Regions from separate parts of the Sus scrofa genome. Here region 2 is linked to region 1. The links are chromatin contacts, called in public Hi-C maps. All regions are on one chromosome and are shown on one strand. Each heading gives the region's core, a stretch centred on a gene start, on an enhancer-like site or on the middle of the called end of the contact. The rest is flanking DNA. Distances are from core to core; before and after follow the strand shown.

Evidence for each region. A called contact is a pair of places that touch in the nucleus more often than the background predicts.
Region 2: a contact with region 1 is called in a Hi-C map of blood, with 7 times the contacts expected there. The contact joins two enhancer-like sites. A contact is called at or near these places in 22 of 47 Hi-C or Micro-C datasets (alveolar macrophages, blood, brain and 11 more) and 2 of 2 datasets of contacts at active chromatin or transcription factors (alveolar macrophages and skeletal muscle).

The regions. Positions count from the first base shown.
Region 1 is chr9:67,191,558-67,199,518 of Sscrofa11.1, reverse strand. The region is part of intron 2 of RASSF5 (ras association domain-containing protein 5); the gene reads right to left. Among named protein-coding and RNA genes, the nearest start is that of RASSF5, 38 kb to the right of the region's middle. Within about 2 kb of position 3,853, at least 5 of the 83 cell types and tissues checked have an H3K27ac peak or open chromatin away from gene starts, as enhancers often do.
Region 2 is chr9:67,224,443-67,232,403 of Sscrofa11.1, reverse strand. It overlaps RASSF5 (ras association domain-containing protein 5), which reads right to left. Exons shown (of 6, transcript XM_021063315.1): 3 at 2,230-2,340; 4 at 172-469. Among named protein-coding and RNA genes, the nearest start is that of EIF2D, 33 kb to the left of the region's middle. Within about 2 kb of position 3,678, at least 16 of the 83 cell types and tissues checked have an H3K27ac peak or open chromatin away from gene starts, as enhancers often do.

The DNA.
Region 1 (7,961 bases), core at 2,604-5,103:
CTGCAGGGCGGGGGGCTCGGCATGACCCGTGGGCCAATGGTAACAGCCTACCCACCTTGTCCCACCAGTGAAGGAACACACGTTTCTTTATATAAGGAGCCTCATTGCTCAGTGGGAATCCAATATTTAGGGGGAAAAAAGGTCCCCAGAGTCCCTGTGGCCACACTGTGTTCTTGGAGTCCCACAGTAACCTCTGCAGAGCAACTGCAGTGCTACACATTCAAAATGTGCACTCTTAAAATACAGCTGATAACAAGTTTTTTGAACAGCAAGCCAAAGCACCCCAGGAGTCAGCTTGAGTCTCCTTGTGAGCCGCCTGCTAGATGCCAGACCTGCTTAGGAAAAGCGCTAAGGGACATGGTGTTCTTTTAGGGTGCAGCTCCCTGCCAGTTCAAATATTGTGAAAACTGACCCCTGAATAGGCCCATTCAAAGCCATTTTAATGTAACCCTTAGGTGGCTCTACAAGCTTAGGAGCAGGTATTACCCCCATTTTACAGATGAGGAAACTGAGGGAAGCAACATGTCCCATCACAGCTTGTTACATACTTTCAAAGCCTCATATGTCTCTGTTCTCTACCTGATCCCACCTGTCAATGAATTGAGGTTGGAAGGAAGAAGCCGGCAAAACGGAAACTGTGGTGGCGAGGACCCTGGAGCTAGAAGAACTCTGCCAAGATCATACATACGATACAAAGCCTCCAGAAGGAAATATCCAGACCATAGCTCCACAGTCCCAAAGGGAGAAAGGCTGGATTCTTCTCACCTATGACCTTGTCTGTACCGTTGCCCTGTGAATAATCAACCGTCAGGATAACCTGGCTGGGGGAGGGAAGCAGGTGGCAGGGAAGAACCCAAGAAACAGCCTTTTAAGCCTTTTGAAGTGAACACACAAAGGATGGGAACTGGCTGTTCCCATCCCTGGTCCCAGGAAGAGGAGTCTGGACCAGAAGCTGCAGCCTCAAAGCCACACCGTCATGGGGGGAGGCAGTTCAACGAGCCCCACTGAATGGTGGCTGGGCGACTTCCCTGGCCCAGAGCGTCGGATGATAAAAGGTATCATTTTAAGCTTTCTTCCTTTCTCAAATGCAATCCCGACATGTGGTCAGCTCCCCTTATTAAAGCCACCCTGTGGGTCTGTGTTCCAGAAAAGCTGCGATACAGAAATGGAAGCTGGGAGCTGGAATTCTTGTCCCAACTCTAACTGCTGCTTGATGTGGGATCTTGAGCAACTTTGGACCTCAGCCTTCCTCATCTGTCCCATTGAGAGGTTCAGAAATCAGGTCTGGGGTCTCACGACTGACCAACATATTCAGAGGCTGGAAACTGAGTGTGCTGCCAACCCACCTTTGAAACCTATTTTGAAATCAGTATTAGCCGGTGTGTTCAGGTGCTGTCCTACGAACTTTATATGCATCCTTTCATTTAATCCCTACAAGAAGCTGATGAGGAAGCTACAGTTAGTATCTCTATTTTGTTTTGTGTTGGTTTTTTTTTTTTTGCTTTTTTTTTTTAAAGGTCCGCACGCATGGAATAGGAAAGTTCCCAGGCTAGGGTTTGAATCGGAGCTACAGCTGCTAGCCTACACCCCAGCCACAAGCAACGTGGGATCCAAGCCGTGTCTGAGATCCACACCACAGCTCCCGGCAACACCAGATCCCCAACCCACTGAGTGAGGCCAGGAATCAAACCTGCATCCTCATGGATGCTCGTCAGATTCATTTCCACTTCGCCACAACAGGAACTCCCAGTATCTCTATTTTACAGAGAGGAAAGGAGCTTTTGGCAGGTTAAGTAACTTGCATGTAGTCAGACAGGCTAGTTCATGGTGGAGCTGTAATCAGCCCAGCAGCCCAGCTGGTCTGACTCCAGAACCCTAGCCCTTGACCATTCTACATACAGAGTATGGAGTACATGTCCCATCTCAGCCATGCTGCCTAAAATCGCAATCCGTCACAAACAAGTCAGGAACTGGTTTCTCAGTCTGCCTACACCCCTCTCTTCCCTTTGGCTCACTGAGGTTTTCCAAGGTTCAGCCACATACCCACCCCCACGCCACGTGCCCGTGCTCTACCTGGGAACTGGGTCTCACTCTGCCAGTGGTACCAACCACACTTGACAGACTCGTGTCTCATCATTCTCTCTCACCCCAGGTGGCCCCAGATGGACACCTGTACCTGCTGGGTACCCAACCCTCCCCACTGCAGCCTCCCTCTCAACAGGTCCAAACTGAGCTGACCATTCCTGGCCTTGCCCACCACCTGCTCCCCCTCCTTTAATTTCCTATCTTGGAGGAATTCCCATTGTGGCGCAGCGGAAACAAATCTGACTAGGATCCATGAGGACGGAGGGTCGATCCCTGGCCTCGCTCAGTGGGTTAAGGATCTGGCGTTGCTGTGAGCTGTGGTGTAGGTCGCAGACGCGGGTTGGACCTGGCATTGCTGTGGTTGTGGTATAGGCGAGTAGCTTCAGCTTCAGTTGGACTCCTAGCCTGGGAACCTCCATATGCCATGGGTGTGGCCCTAAAACGATGCAAAAAAAAAAAAAAAGAAAAAAAGAAAAAGAAAAAGAATTTCCTATCTTAATGAATGCCATTGGCATAAATGACCGCAAAGCCTTCCAGTAGTTTCCGCTGTTCCCATCTCTGCCTCCTCCAAACTGCCCATGCCTTTGTTGCCAAAGTTACCCTTCCAGACCAAGATCTGATCAGGGTTGTTCTGCCATAAAACCTTTCCATTCGAATTCCAACTAATAATTATTGAAGAAGGACTGAGTATCAAGACCTTGTATCAAGCTTACTCACTTATTCAACAAATAATCACTGAGCACCTTCCTATGTGGCAGGCACTAGACCGGAGTTCACGTTCAGGCCTGAAGAAGTCATGGTCCCGGCCTTCTCTTAACATCCAGTCTCGTAGAATGACATGAAATAAGATGTCACATTAGCGTTACTGAGTTCTCACACGCACTTCCTTACACACTTAATCTTCACAGGCCAGCAGGAACGCATTTTACAGATGAGTAAACTGAGACTCGGGATGGGGCATTTACCCAAGGTCACGGAGCAGGTACATTTCAACCTCTGGGTCTGAAATTTGCCATCACAGCTGTCCTTCCACCGGTGACTCCCCAACGATACCTACAGCCATACCCCGAACGCCGGAGCGAGTCCTTCAAAGCCCTTCACTGCACATGCCCAGCCAACAGGTCAGGCCCATCTCCAGCCACAATCAGGGATCCCTCCTCACAGCCACACACACTGGATTCACTTTCACAGCTGCCGCCCTGCCCTCTCTCGGGCTTGTTCTCGCTGTCTCCTGGGCTTGTCAAAATCCTCCTGCATCCTCCCCACCTCCTGACTCACAAGGTTCAGCAGCCATGACCACTCGGCCCCCACCTTCCCGCTGCCTCTCAGAAGTAGCCTTTCCCAAAGGTCCTCTCTAGGAGTTCCCTTCGTGGCTCAGTGGAAACAAATTTGACTAGCATCCATGAAGTCGCAGGTTCGATTCCTGGCCTTGCTCAGGGGGTTAAGGATCTGGCATTGCCATGAGCTGTGGTGTAAGTCACAGATGCGGCTCAGAACCTGCATTGCTGTGATTGTGGTGTAGGCTGGTGGCTACAGCTCCAATTCGAACCCTAGCCTGGGAAACTCCATATGCCATGGGTGTGGCCCTAAAAAGATTTAAAAAAAAAAAAATTCCCCAAAGGTCCTCTCTGGGGGCGAATCTTCAGAATGTCACCCTCCATCCTTAGGAGGGTGCCTCTGACAGCATTAAACCACTGCGCACAGCACAGAGCTCTGTTTCTCCCCAGGGGACTTCCTGTGTAAGAGGTACATGGCTGCACACTATTTAGGATGACTCACAGGAGATTCACTTTCTTGAGGCTCCTAGCCCACTGCATGCTCCTCCTGCTCGACTGCCAGGCTAAGTGCTTCCATGGGGCCCGGACACTTAGAAACACTGAAGGCGGCGAAATCAGCCCTGAAGAGCTCACTCTGGGTCTGAGTCAGGCACAGGGCATCTGCCTTCCAATTGCCTTCCTTTAAGGAAACTAGAGAATCATAAATGATGGCTCTGATCAATAATCCCATCACTCACATGGCCCTCTCCAATCTTCCAGCAGCCAGGATACTGTGGTCACAGGCATGAGAGGTGACCAACTCTTGTACTATTACACGGAGAAAGGGGGTCTTGTTGCCACCTCGGAGCCTCAGGACAACCTGGCTCAGCTAAAGGTCATCTCAGGCACCCACTGATTCCAGGATAGAAGGAATGGGTGGGGCTGTAAAGAGCACTGAGAAATGTCTCCACTGCTTAAGGCTTTCCAGAGAATAAACCCTAGAGCCCTGACCCTCCTTGGAGGCAGGATATCAAGTGCCTTCTGGTTGGGAAGCCTGAACTCTGATCAGAACCGAGCTCTCCTGGCTTGGCCCGAGCTGGTCAGACAGGCCTTAGGGCGGCTCCTGATAGAGGCAGCTGTTTAGTGGAGTCGATTAGACAGCTTTGGCCAGCACTTCTGGCTTCTAGAGCATGGAGGCAAATCTGTGGAAAGTGGAGCTACGGTCTCAGAGCCAGAGCGGAGCAGGGCTGCTGGGGCCTGGCTCCTCCTTTGGTATCTGAGGATGGGCTGGCAACAAATGACAGAAAATGGTTTCAATTAATCCAAAAGAAGGAAGAAGAGAAAAATGAAAGAACAGATGGGACAAATAGAACACAAATAGGAGACAGACTTAAAATCAAATTATATCAGTAATCACATTCAATGCAAATGAGCTAAAAAACCCAGTTAAAGGGCAGAGATGATCCAACTGGATTAAGAAAAACAAGCTCCAACTATCTGGTCTCTATAAGAAATGGCCTTTCGGAGTTCCCGTCGTGGCTCAGTTGTTAACCAATCCGACTAGGAACCATGAGATTGCACATTCGATCCCTGGCCTGGCTCAGTGGGTTAAGGATCCGGCATTGCCGTGAGCTGTGGTGTAGGTCACAGACGCGGCTCAGATCCTGTGTTGCTGTGGCTCTGGCGTAGGCCGGCGGCTACACCTCCAATTCGACCCTTAGCCTGGGAACCTCCATATGCCGCAGGAAGTGGTCCAAGAAATGGCAAAAAGACAAAAAAAAGAAAAAAAAGAAAAAAAAAAGAAAAAAGAAATGACCTTTAAATATAAAGGCACAAATAGCCTACAAGTAAAAGGATAAAGAAGTATCATGCTAATGGTAATCACAAGAAAGCTAGAGTGGCTGTATTAACATCAGAAATATACTGAAAGTAAATTTCAGTACAAATAATATTTCCAGGGTTAAAAAAAGGTTATTTCGTAATGATAAAGGGTCAAGGAATCAAGAGGACATAATCATTTGAAAGGTTTATGCATCACATAATAAAAGCTAGAACTTGGACAAATTGGTAAACCCACAACTATAGTTGGAGATTTCAACACCCCTCTCTCAATAATTGATAAAACAAGTAGAACACATGGTAGGCCTCAACAAATACTTGCTACTGTTGGTATCAGTCACAATTCAGTGTGATAAACATTTTTCGAGCATTTCAGAGGAGACAGGACCAGAATCCCTGGAGAGGTGTTCAGGTATCTGTCAAGAATAGCTAAGGAGCCCAGCCTCTCTGCAGGCGTAGACCCAGTTTCCCAGGCTCTCCCCTTCTGGCTCCCTGGCTCCCCCGTGTGGTCGTTCTGGGTTCAGCAAGCGGAGTTGGGCTGAGGGCTGAGGGCTGAGGCTGGACAGGCGGGGGAAATTCCTCCTCTGAAGGGTTCTGGAAAGGCAGAGCCCCTGGTAGGGAGACAGTGGCGTGGCTGCAGGAGGGAGCACAGGGCCTGAAGCCAGGAAACTCGGCTCTCCACGCCAGCTGAGTCACTGCTCGGCGGTTGCAGGGTTTGAGAGAGGTGATTCCAGCGGGGGCCCTGCTACAGAATGACAGGGGTGGGCTGGGGGTGGCCATGGGGGCCCCAGGCAGAGAGGCAGCAGCCACCTGACCTGTGGGGCTGAAACACCAGCAGGCCACGCTGATCCACCCTGGAAAGCGTCTGTCCTTTGGTGAATGGGGACAGGGTCTTGCCTGGCCTTTTTATCTAGAGCAGAGCAAGAACTCAGGCCACAAAAGGGGATAATCGTAAGCCTTGCAGCAAAGTGCCCGCCAAACCACGAAGTCATAGTGTCCTGGTTTTATATCCAGGAGAGTAATCCATCTTTCTCGTACTGGGGAGAGCAGGCAGAGCCAGATTGTGAAGAGTTTTGTGTGCTAACCCAGATTTAGACGGATTCTGAGGGTACTAGGAAGCCGTCATAGGGTATATGCTAAAAAAAATCCAGTAAGGCTGTCGGAGGCTCTAGAGATGGCCCTGGAATGCTACCCGGCAATACTGGCATGCTTTCACATACATCTCGCTGGAGCCACACAACCACCCTGCGTGATACCCATTTCTCAGAGGAGAAACTTGAGGTTCAGAGAAACTAGGAAGCTTGTCCCTGGTCACGTGCCAAGAATGTCATCTATACAATCTATACAAGCAGAGTTAGAACCTAGCTCTCCTGTCCCCCAGGAGAAAGGCCAGGGTTCTCTCTTTTCTTTAGGAAAAGATTCATTGCCTTTTAGAAATATTGCACTAGGAGCTCCCATCATGGCTCAGCGGAAAATGAATCCGACTAGGAGCCATGAGGTTTCGGGTTTGATCCCTGGCCTCGATCAGCAGGTCAAGGATCTGGTGTTACCGTGAGCTGTGTGGTGTTGGTCACAGACGCAGCTCAGATATGGTGTTGCTGTGACTGTGGTGTAGGCTGGCAGCTGTAGCTCCAATTCGACCCCTAGCCTGGGAACCTCCATATGCCTCAGATGCAGCCCTAAAAAGCAAAAAAGAAAAAAGAAAAAAAAAAAAAAGAAATATTGCACTAGAAACATATGATACCATCTGGTTATTCAAACAGCACTGAAGCAAATAGCAGAAGTCGAGAGCTCTTGGAGTTCCCTCGTAGCTCAGTGGGTTAAGGATCTGTGATATCACTGCTGTGGCTCTGGGTATAGCTGTGGTGCTGGTTAGAACCTTGGCTCAGGAACTTCCACAGGCCACAGAGGTGGGGCAAAAAAAAAAAAAAAAAGAAGTCAAGAGATCTCTTACTCAACCTCTGTCACCACCTTCCCCCTCTCAAGGTGAAATCACTTCCAAAAGTTGGCTGGGCACCTCCGGGCCCTCACTCTGCATTTACACACACACACACACACACACACACACACACACACACACGTACAAAGTACACATGGACTCGTCCTGTAGTACCACTGGGTGACGTGGCTCTCTTGGCACTATTCCTTGTCAATACATACAGATTCCATCCCTCCTTTGGCAAAGTGCCTTGGTCTTAGTGCTGGTGGTCGGAATTTCCTTCCCGGCACCCCCGCAGCTCCCTCCACTGCTCCCAGTGCCCCTCAGGCAGGGTCTGGATCCAAGGGTAGTCAGGGCACCAGATGATCAGAGGGCCAGTGCTCTGGAGGCAGCATTTCCCACTGAGGGCACCTGAAAGGATTTAGAACCATGCCTGGCGCATAACTATATGTGGAAGGAATCTTAGACATACTTTTCATCTTAGAGATTAAATATTAATTTCATGTGTGTCAGGAAAAAAATCCTAAACACATCAAAGGGGATTCAAGGATTTAAAAATTTTCCTTTAACATACATTTAAGTTTCATAAAATAAATCTATTTAAAGAGAAATCTTAACATATTTATGGTTTCCAAGGCGGCAGGGAGGGGCGGGGGGGAGAGTGGGGTGGATTGGGAATTTGGGGTTAATAGATGCAAGCGATTGCCTTTGGAATGGACAAGCAATGGGATCCTGCTGTATAGCTCTGGGAACTATAACTAGTCACGTATGACGGAGCATGATAATGTGAGAAAAAAGAATGTATACATGCATGTGTAACCGGGTCACCTTGCTGTGCAGTG
Region 2 (7,961 bases), core at 2,429-4,928, 33 kb before region 1:
TGAGCAGAACGGGCGTGTGGCCTTTCCACGGACCTGATGCCACATAGACAGCCAGACTGCGGCACTAGGAGAAGCCCACTCCTCCCACCTATGTGTGGCAGGGGTCCAGTCGGGGAGCAGAGACAGAATTAGGAAAGGGAGTTTCTGGGCAGGAGCCCCACTCTCTCATACCTTGCCCATCCTTGTGTATCCGCTTAAAAAGTGCAAACTTCTGGGGATTATCCACGACCATGAACTTCTTGAGCAGCCCCTGGATGACCTCACTGACCGTGGTGGTGCTGCTGATGTGTAGCTGCTTGATGGCATCGAGTGGCAGGTAGAAGGAGGTCCGCTTGTCCGTGGTGGCCGCCAGGTTCACTTCTTTGATGGCGTCATAGATGGACTGGGGCCTTATCCCAGCAGGTACCGTCACTGGCCGCCGGAGTTTCAGATGCACTTTGATGAAACCCGTGTAGGTGCCGTCTTCACTCTGCCAGTGGGGGGAGGTCATGTGGGGTCAGGGCGGGTCTGTCTTACTTGATTCCTATCTGCCACTCTGGCCCATGGCCTCAGGTCCAGGGGGCGTGGTGTCACCACCACCCAGCCCCTCACCTGTCTCCCTGAATTCCTCCCTGCCCCTGTTGACCTGGAGGTGCTGGAGGAAGGAGACCCTGTTCCTCCCCATGGGACCAGGAAAAGGCCCTCAGGCTCCAGCTACACATGGGGCTGCTGTGGCTTCCCCTCCTGAGAGGCTGGGGCTGCTTGCCAAATGCCCTATTGTCCTAGGTGAGTCCCATGCACAGAGTGGTGTGTCTGGAGAGGCCTCTCTGGTTCGCCCCTCCAAACCAGGAAGGAGCAAGAAGGCTGTGTAATAAGATCCTCGGAGAACCAGCATATTGGATCTCCTCCTGCATCCCTTTCCAAAGTCTGCAAGATGTCAACCTGCAACTAGATTTTCTGGTGCTCCATCCGGCTGAAGCCCCAAGAAGCCAGTTGCTTCCAGCCACCAGCAGGGGGCAGGGTTCTCCTCTCCCTACTGAAGATGGCCTTCCTGAACCTGGCACAAAGTTGGTGCCCTCCCCTCTCTGGGCTCTGTACGGTCCAAGGAGGCTTCTCCAGACACAGGCTGTAAGTGTGTAATCACAGGCTGTAAGAAGAGGGGAGTGAGGAGGAGCTGTGAGCTCCCCTTGCCCAGGGCCCTGAGTCACTTGTATATCATGTAATTGCCACAAGTGCTTCGACAAATGAGAATTGATATCTCTATCTTACAGTGAGGCTCAAGAGGTTACAAAAGTTTCCCAAAGCCACAGGTTAAACCAGGAAAAGCCAGAGACTGGATCTGGATCTTATTCTTTTTTTTTTTTTTTCTTTTTGTTCTTTTTGCCATCTCTTGGGCGACTTCCGCGGCATACTGTAGCCACCAGTCTGTGCCAGAGCCACAGCAACACCAGGTCCGAGCCGCGTCTGCAACTTACACCACAACACCAGATCCTTAACCCACTGAGCAAGGCCAGGGATCGAACCCGCCACCTCATGGTTCCTAGTCAGATTCATTAACCACTGAGCCCTGACGGGAACTCTCTGGATCGTATTCTAAAACCCACTCTACTATTGCACAGCACAGGAACTACTCCAGTCTCTTGGGGTAGAATATGATGGAAGATGGTATGAGAAAAAGAATATATACACACACACATATATATGTATGACTGGGTTACTTTGCTGTACAGCAGAAATTGACACGACACTGTAAATCAACTGTACTCTCATAAAAAAAAAGAAATGAGCTATCAAACTACAGAAAGTCAAGGAAGAAATGTACAGTTCAGGGACTACAGTCAATAATAATGAAATCTTTATGTGTGGTGACTTTTTCTTTTCTTTGGTATCCAAATAGATGCTCACCAAACATATTGTGATAACCATTTCCTGATGTTATGTACGTCAAAACATTTTGCTGTACACCTTAAAGCTGTATACAGTGCTGGATGTCAATTATACCTCAATAAAATTAGGGGAAAAAAGAAAAAAAAAATAAAGCCCATTCTATTTCCCTAAAGCATGCAGAAGCCTCTGAGAGCCCAGGCTCCCAGCCTGGCACCAATCCTACAACCCAGAAGCCTCCAGAGGCCCGAAGAAAGGGGAGGGAGCTCCAGGGGTGGCCTCAGAACCCAGGGGGAGGGCAGGGGAGGAGAGGGTGGAGAGAGGGGGATGGCAGTGGGGAGGTGGGGAGGGGGCAGGCCTGCTCACCAGCTTCATGCCCAGGCAATTCTTCTCCCGGGTGTTGTAGCTGTCAATCTTCTGCTTGATCTCCTGCAGCGTGGGCGGGCACCTCGGCTCCTCCACGGGTTTGCAGACATTCTGCAACAGACACAGATGTGAGGGTGGATGTGCAGTGGTTCTCAGGATGAGAAAGAGAATGGACCTCGTCCTCCCAAAGGCCTCTCTGACCACGAAGAGGCGAGCACTGGCCCCATGCAGTGAAAGGAATGGACTCAGGCTGCGAACAATCGAAGGTCAAATCCCGCTGTGCGACTGCCTAGCCAGCCATGCTGGAGGAGTCACTTAAATCGCTCTCAGCCTCAGTCTCCTCACCTGTGTAATGGGGGTAAGACCTACCCCCAGGCTTGTTGCAGGATGCATGTGAAAGGGCCTGGCACACAGGTACTGGGTATGAATCTGGCGAATGAGGAGAGCTGTTTTGCTTAAGGAGGGTGGCTATGGAAAGATGCTATGGGAGGAGTTCCCGTCGTGGCGCAGTGGTTAACGAATCTAACTAGGAACCATGAGGTTTCGGGTTCGATCCCTGGCCTTGCTCAGAGGGTTAAGGATCTGGCATTGCCGTGAACTGTGGTGTAGGTCGCAGACGCGGCTCGGATCCCGCGTTGCTGTGGCTCTGGCATAGGCCGGCAGCTACAGCTCTGATTGGAACCCTAGCCTGGGAATCTCCATGTGCCTCAGAGTGGCCCTAGAAAAGGCAAAAAGACAAAAAAAAAAAAAAAAAAAAAAAAAGATGTTATGGGAGATGCAAAGAAATGCAAGCTATGGTCCATATCCTCAAGAAGTAACGATAGAGCTGGAGAGACAGACATGTACATGTGGTCCCAGCATCTGCTGAGGGGACTGACAGCAATTCTCCCAGATCGAGAGGACCAAGGGCACATGGACCTCCGTTCAGACCTCACGTCACTGGCCACAGCGCTTTGCACATAATAACATATAGACACATATACACATACATATAGATATTTATCAAATGGGTGTGGGAACTGGTGGGGGCAGGGGGCTGCAGCCTGCTCAGCTAATCGAGGGGACAAACCTCTGCTGCGGCACAGGGACAGCTGTTTACTTAGCACCCATGCCGTGAGTTTGGCACGCACTATCTCATTTCATCCTCAGAACCCAAACGGCGAGATAGAGTTTATTACCCACACGTCACGGGTGAGACAACCGGGACTAACAGGAGTGTAGGAACGTGCTTAGAGTCCCCCAGTCCATCTGTGCAGAACGGAAAGCGACTCCAGTCCGTTCTGCTGTGTTCTTCCCATGACATCACGATTTACTTCTCACAGCTGCGCCCCCACCCTGGGGCGGGGCGATCGCTTCCCCTGAGCTGCTTCCCTGACACCACCTAACACCGTCCTATGGGTGCCTGGTTTGGTTGGGGAATTTCACAGCCATGCTGTCATTACACCACCACCCGGCTTCCGTCCCTCCAGCCCGCCTGTGGGCGACATGGCACACTCAGCAGTCTGCCTTCACTTCCTCCTCCCCCTTTCCCATCTCACAGAGCCGATGAGACGTCAAGCTCTGTGGCTGCTGAGGGGAGCTGCTGTGGCCTCCTCCCTACCCCACTCCTCAGCCCGGAAACCAGGCATCCTTTTTCCATCACAGCATCTTCCGCTGGCCTGTCAGCTGGGCTCTGTGCTCCTCCTCGAGGATCCTGATCGGAGCAGCCCTATGCATTCACAGACCTTCTCTTAGACACCATGTATGTTATTCCTCTTTTTTTTTTCCTATTTTTAGGGCCACACCTGCAGCATATGGAGGTTCCCAGGCTAGGGGTTGAATCAGAGTTGTAGCCGCCAGCCTATACCACGGCTACAGCAACACAGGATCTGAGCCATGTCTTTGGCCACAGCAATGCCAGACCCTTAACCCAAGGAGCGAGGCCAAGGATCGAACCTGTGTCCTCATGAATGCTACTTGGATTCATTTCTACTGAGCCACAACAGGATCCCCTCTTTTGTTTTTTTTTGGGGGGGGCACACCAAGTCATGCAGATGTTCCCAGGCCAGGGATCGTACAGCAATGACCCCCCACAGCAGTGACAATGCTGGACCCTTAACCAGCTAAGCCACCAGGGAACTCCTATTATTCCTACTTTACAGACTACAAGACAGAGGCTCAGAGAGGTTAAAAACATGCATGTGGGAGTTCCCGTCGTGGCTCAGCGGTTAATGAATCTGACTAGCATCCATGAGGATGCAGGTTCAAAGCCTGGCCTCAGTGTGTTAAGGATCCAGCATTGCTGTGAGCTGTGGTGTAGGTCGAAGACGCGACTCAGATCTTGCATTTCTGTGGCTGTGGGCGTAGGCCAGCGGCTACAGCTCCAATTCCACCCTAGCCTGGGAACATCCATATGCCGTGGGTGCGGCCCTAAAAAGAAAAAAAAGAAACATGCATGTGGTCCCACCGCTAGTGAGCATGTGCATGATGCTTGGTCTGGAACCGAGTCCATGGAAGCCTGGAGAACACACTCTTCTCAATTTACCATGTGGCCACCCTAGGACAGCCGCTCCTGCCACTCCCAGAGTGGTCACTGAAATTATAGGCCATGGCGTTGCCGTGAGCTGTGGTGTAGGTTGCAGACGTGGCTCGGATCCTGCGTTGCTGTGGCTCTGGCGTAGGCCGGTGGCTACAGCTCCGATTCAACCCCTAGCCTGGGAACCTCCATATGCCACAGGAGCGGCCCAAGAAATAGCAACAACAACAACAACAACGACAAAAAGACAAAAGACAAAAAAAAGAAAAAAAAAAAAAAGAAATTATAGGCCATGGGACTGGGATGGGCAGCCATCACACCAAGGCCTAGAAATTACGAGACCTGTGAAATGTTCATCCAAGGCATATCTGATCGGTGGGTCCCCAGAGGCCTCAGGACCTGGGGCCACGGTGTCATCTACGAAAACGTCAAGGAGGGACCTCTAACCTCCCGAGGGGGGAGACAGCCACCAAGATGCAGGGCCTGCCCTTGTCCTACATGGCCACTCAAGTCTCTGGAATAGGATCCTGATTCCATGGGGACCAGCCACCGGGAGTACTCCCGTCCCCTCGAGATGAGCAGCAAGTGGCGTGAGCTGCCCAGACTGTCTTCATTTGCTGTTGGTTTACTAATCCAGAGACCCTCACAATGGACTTCTCATTCCTCGTCCTCCCTCCCAGCCTCCCGTAGTCCTGGAGACCCTTCCCCAGCCCCCACCCGGCTGGGTACACCTCTATGGGACCAGACATGCCTGCTGCCCTCTGGGAGCTTCGAGTCAGAAGGATCAGAGTCCAGTTACTATTACAACCACTCCATTCTGTCCCTCTCTGAAGCATGCAGGTTGTTGCTCCTTAGGAGTTGATAGCTTTCTCATGCTCATCTATAAAAAAGAAAGGAGTTCCCATCTTGGCTCAGTGGTTATCGAACCTGACTAGTATCCATGAGGATGAGGGTTCGATCCCTGGCCTTGCTCAGTGGGTTAAGGATCCAGCATTGCCGTGAGCTGTGGTGTAGGTCACAGACATGGCTCGGATCTGGCGTGGCTGTGGCTGTGGCTTAGGTTGGCAGCTGTAGCTCCTCTGATTGGTCCCCTAGCCTGGGAACCTCCATATGCCGCGGGTGCGGCCCTAAAAAGACAAAAAGACAAAAAAAAAAAAAAAAAAAAAAGAGTTAAATGATGGAGAAAACATTCTAGAAGCTCCTAGAAGATCTTTCATAGTTTCCAAGTGAGCTACAGCCATTTCCCTATAAGAGGCAGCTGTGTCATGGCTCTCAAAGGCCAGGATCCCAGCCTGGTTTTGAAAACAGCAAGAGTTAGAGTTGCTTTCACCTAAGGTTTTTTTTCTTCCTGTTCTCCTTTCCTCAGCAGATAACCCATCTGCTCCCGCTTCCCACCACAAACCTGGGGAAGTGACGCAAGCATGGGTGGGCACCCTTTGCAGGACTGACATAGCAGATAACCACCCCAACCTCTGCCTCATAGGGCAGTGCCAGGAGCCCCTTCTGGCCACCACAGTGCATCTCTCACCCTGGGATGGCAGCACCCGGGCTGCTGCCCACACCAGATCTGGCAGACGAGATCTGACCTGTGAACGGAATGAATCACGTTCCAAAGCAGGCCAGCCAGCCAACCACAGCCATGGCAGCCTGCTAAGCCTTTCCCGTCCAAGAGATGGTAGAAAATCTAGGCCAGTGGTTCTTAAGCTTGGCTGCACATGGACTTATCGGGGGATCTTCAGCAATGCAATGCCCGGGCTCCATCATGGAGAGTCTGATTTAATTAGTCTGGGGTGCAGCCTGGGCACAGGGATTTAAAAAATCTCCTAGATCATTGTAATGTGCAGTAACATTTGAGAAGAACTGCTATAGATCCCGCCCAGCAGTTTCAGACCTGAGGGTTCCCCATCCGGCTGCAGAGTTAACCCTTTGGCACCCACAGATATCTATTGCCCCCAAGTTTTTTTTTTCTTTTTTTTGGGGGGGGCTATACCTGCGGCATATGGAAGTTTCCAGGCGTAGGGGTCGAATTGGAGCTGTAGCTGCCGGCCACAGCCACAGCCACAGCAACTTGGGATTCAAGCTGAGTCTGCGACCTATGCCACAGCTCATGGCATCCAGATCCTTAACCCACTGAGTGAGGCCAGGGATCGAACCTGCGTCCTCATGGATACCAGTCAAATTCGTTTCTGCTGAGCCACAATGGGAACTCCTGCCCCAAAGTTTTACTGAGAAAGCAGTACCCAGGGTGTGAACAGATCACTAATATGGTAATCTTCAGAGGATAAGTCAAAGACTCTGATTTGTATTCCCCTGCCAGATTTTCAAGTCCTCCAAGTCCTCAATCTATAGGTACAGAGCTAGAAAGCGGGAAGAGGAGTTCCCGTAGTGGCTCAGTGGTTAACAAATCCAACTAGGAACCATGAGGTTGCAGGTTTGATCCCTGGCCTCGCTCAGTGGGTTAAGAATCCCGTGTTGCTGTGGCTCTGGCGCAGGCTGGTGGCTACATCTCCGATTAGACCTCTTGCCTGGGAACCTCCACATGCCGCGGATGCGGACCTAGAAAGACAAAAAAAAAAAAAAAAAAAAAAAGAAAGTGGGGAGATTTGTCTTCTGGGGTGGCCCAATATGGAGACAGAATGGAGAACCCACTATGTTATGATTGTAAAGATACAGACATTGGCCTTGAGGTATCTCTCCTAGGAGGCTGACACATCTCCATGCATCTGGCATGGGCTGCATCTGCTCTGATTCAGCCCCTGGCATGGGTGGCAGATGGTTGAGCTGTTCCCAATGCACCCAGCGCATCTAGGGCACTGGTGAAAAGCAGAATTGTGTTCCTAGGTCCTAAGCCATGGAAAGGGCTGTGTCTTCCCTTAACTCTCAGGGTTCCTGGGGTACAGCCAAGTGGAGAGGCTGGGTGCTAAGGGCCAGAGCAGAGATGCCCCCTGAAACAGTGATCTTCAGACTTTTCAGTTAAAGTACCCATTGCACCAAATAAAGAGAACCATCCTCTTGTGGCCCCAGGTCTGTCTCAGAGAAGATTTACCCTAGATTGAATAATACTTTAAGAAAACACCCCAAACACTGGCGAATTAATTCTGCATTCTAATCAATGACAGGCAGAGTTCCCGTTGTGGCTCAATGAGTTAAGAACTCAATTTGTATCCATGAGGATGCCAGTTTGATCCTTGGCTTTACTCAGTGGGTTAAGGGTCCA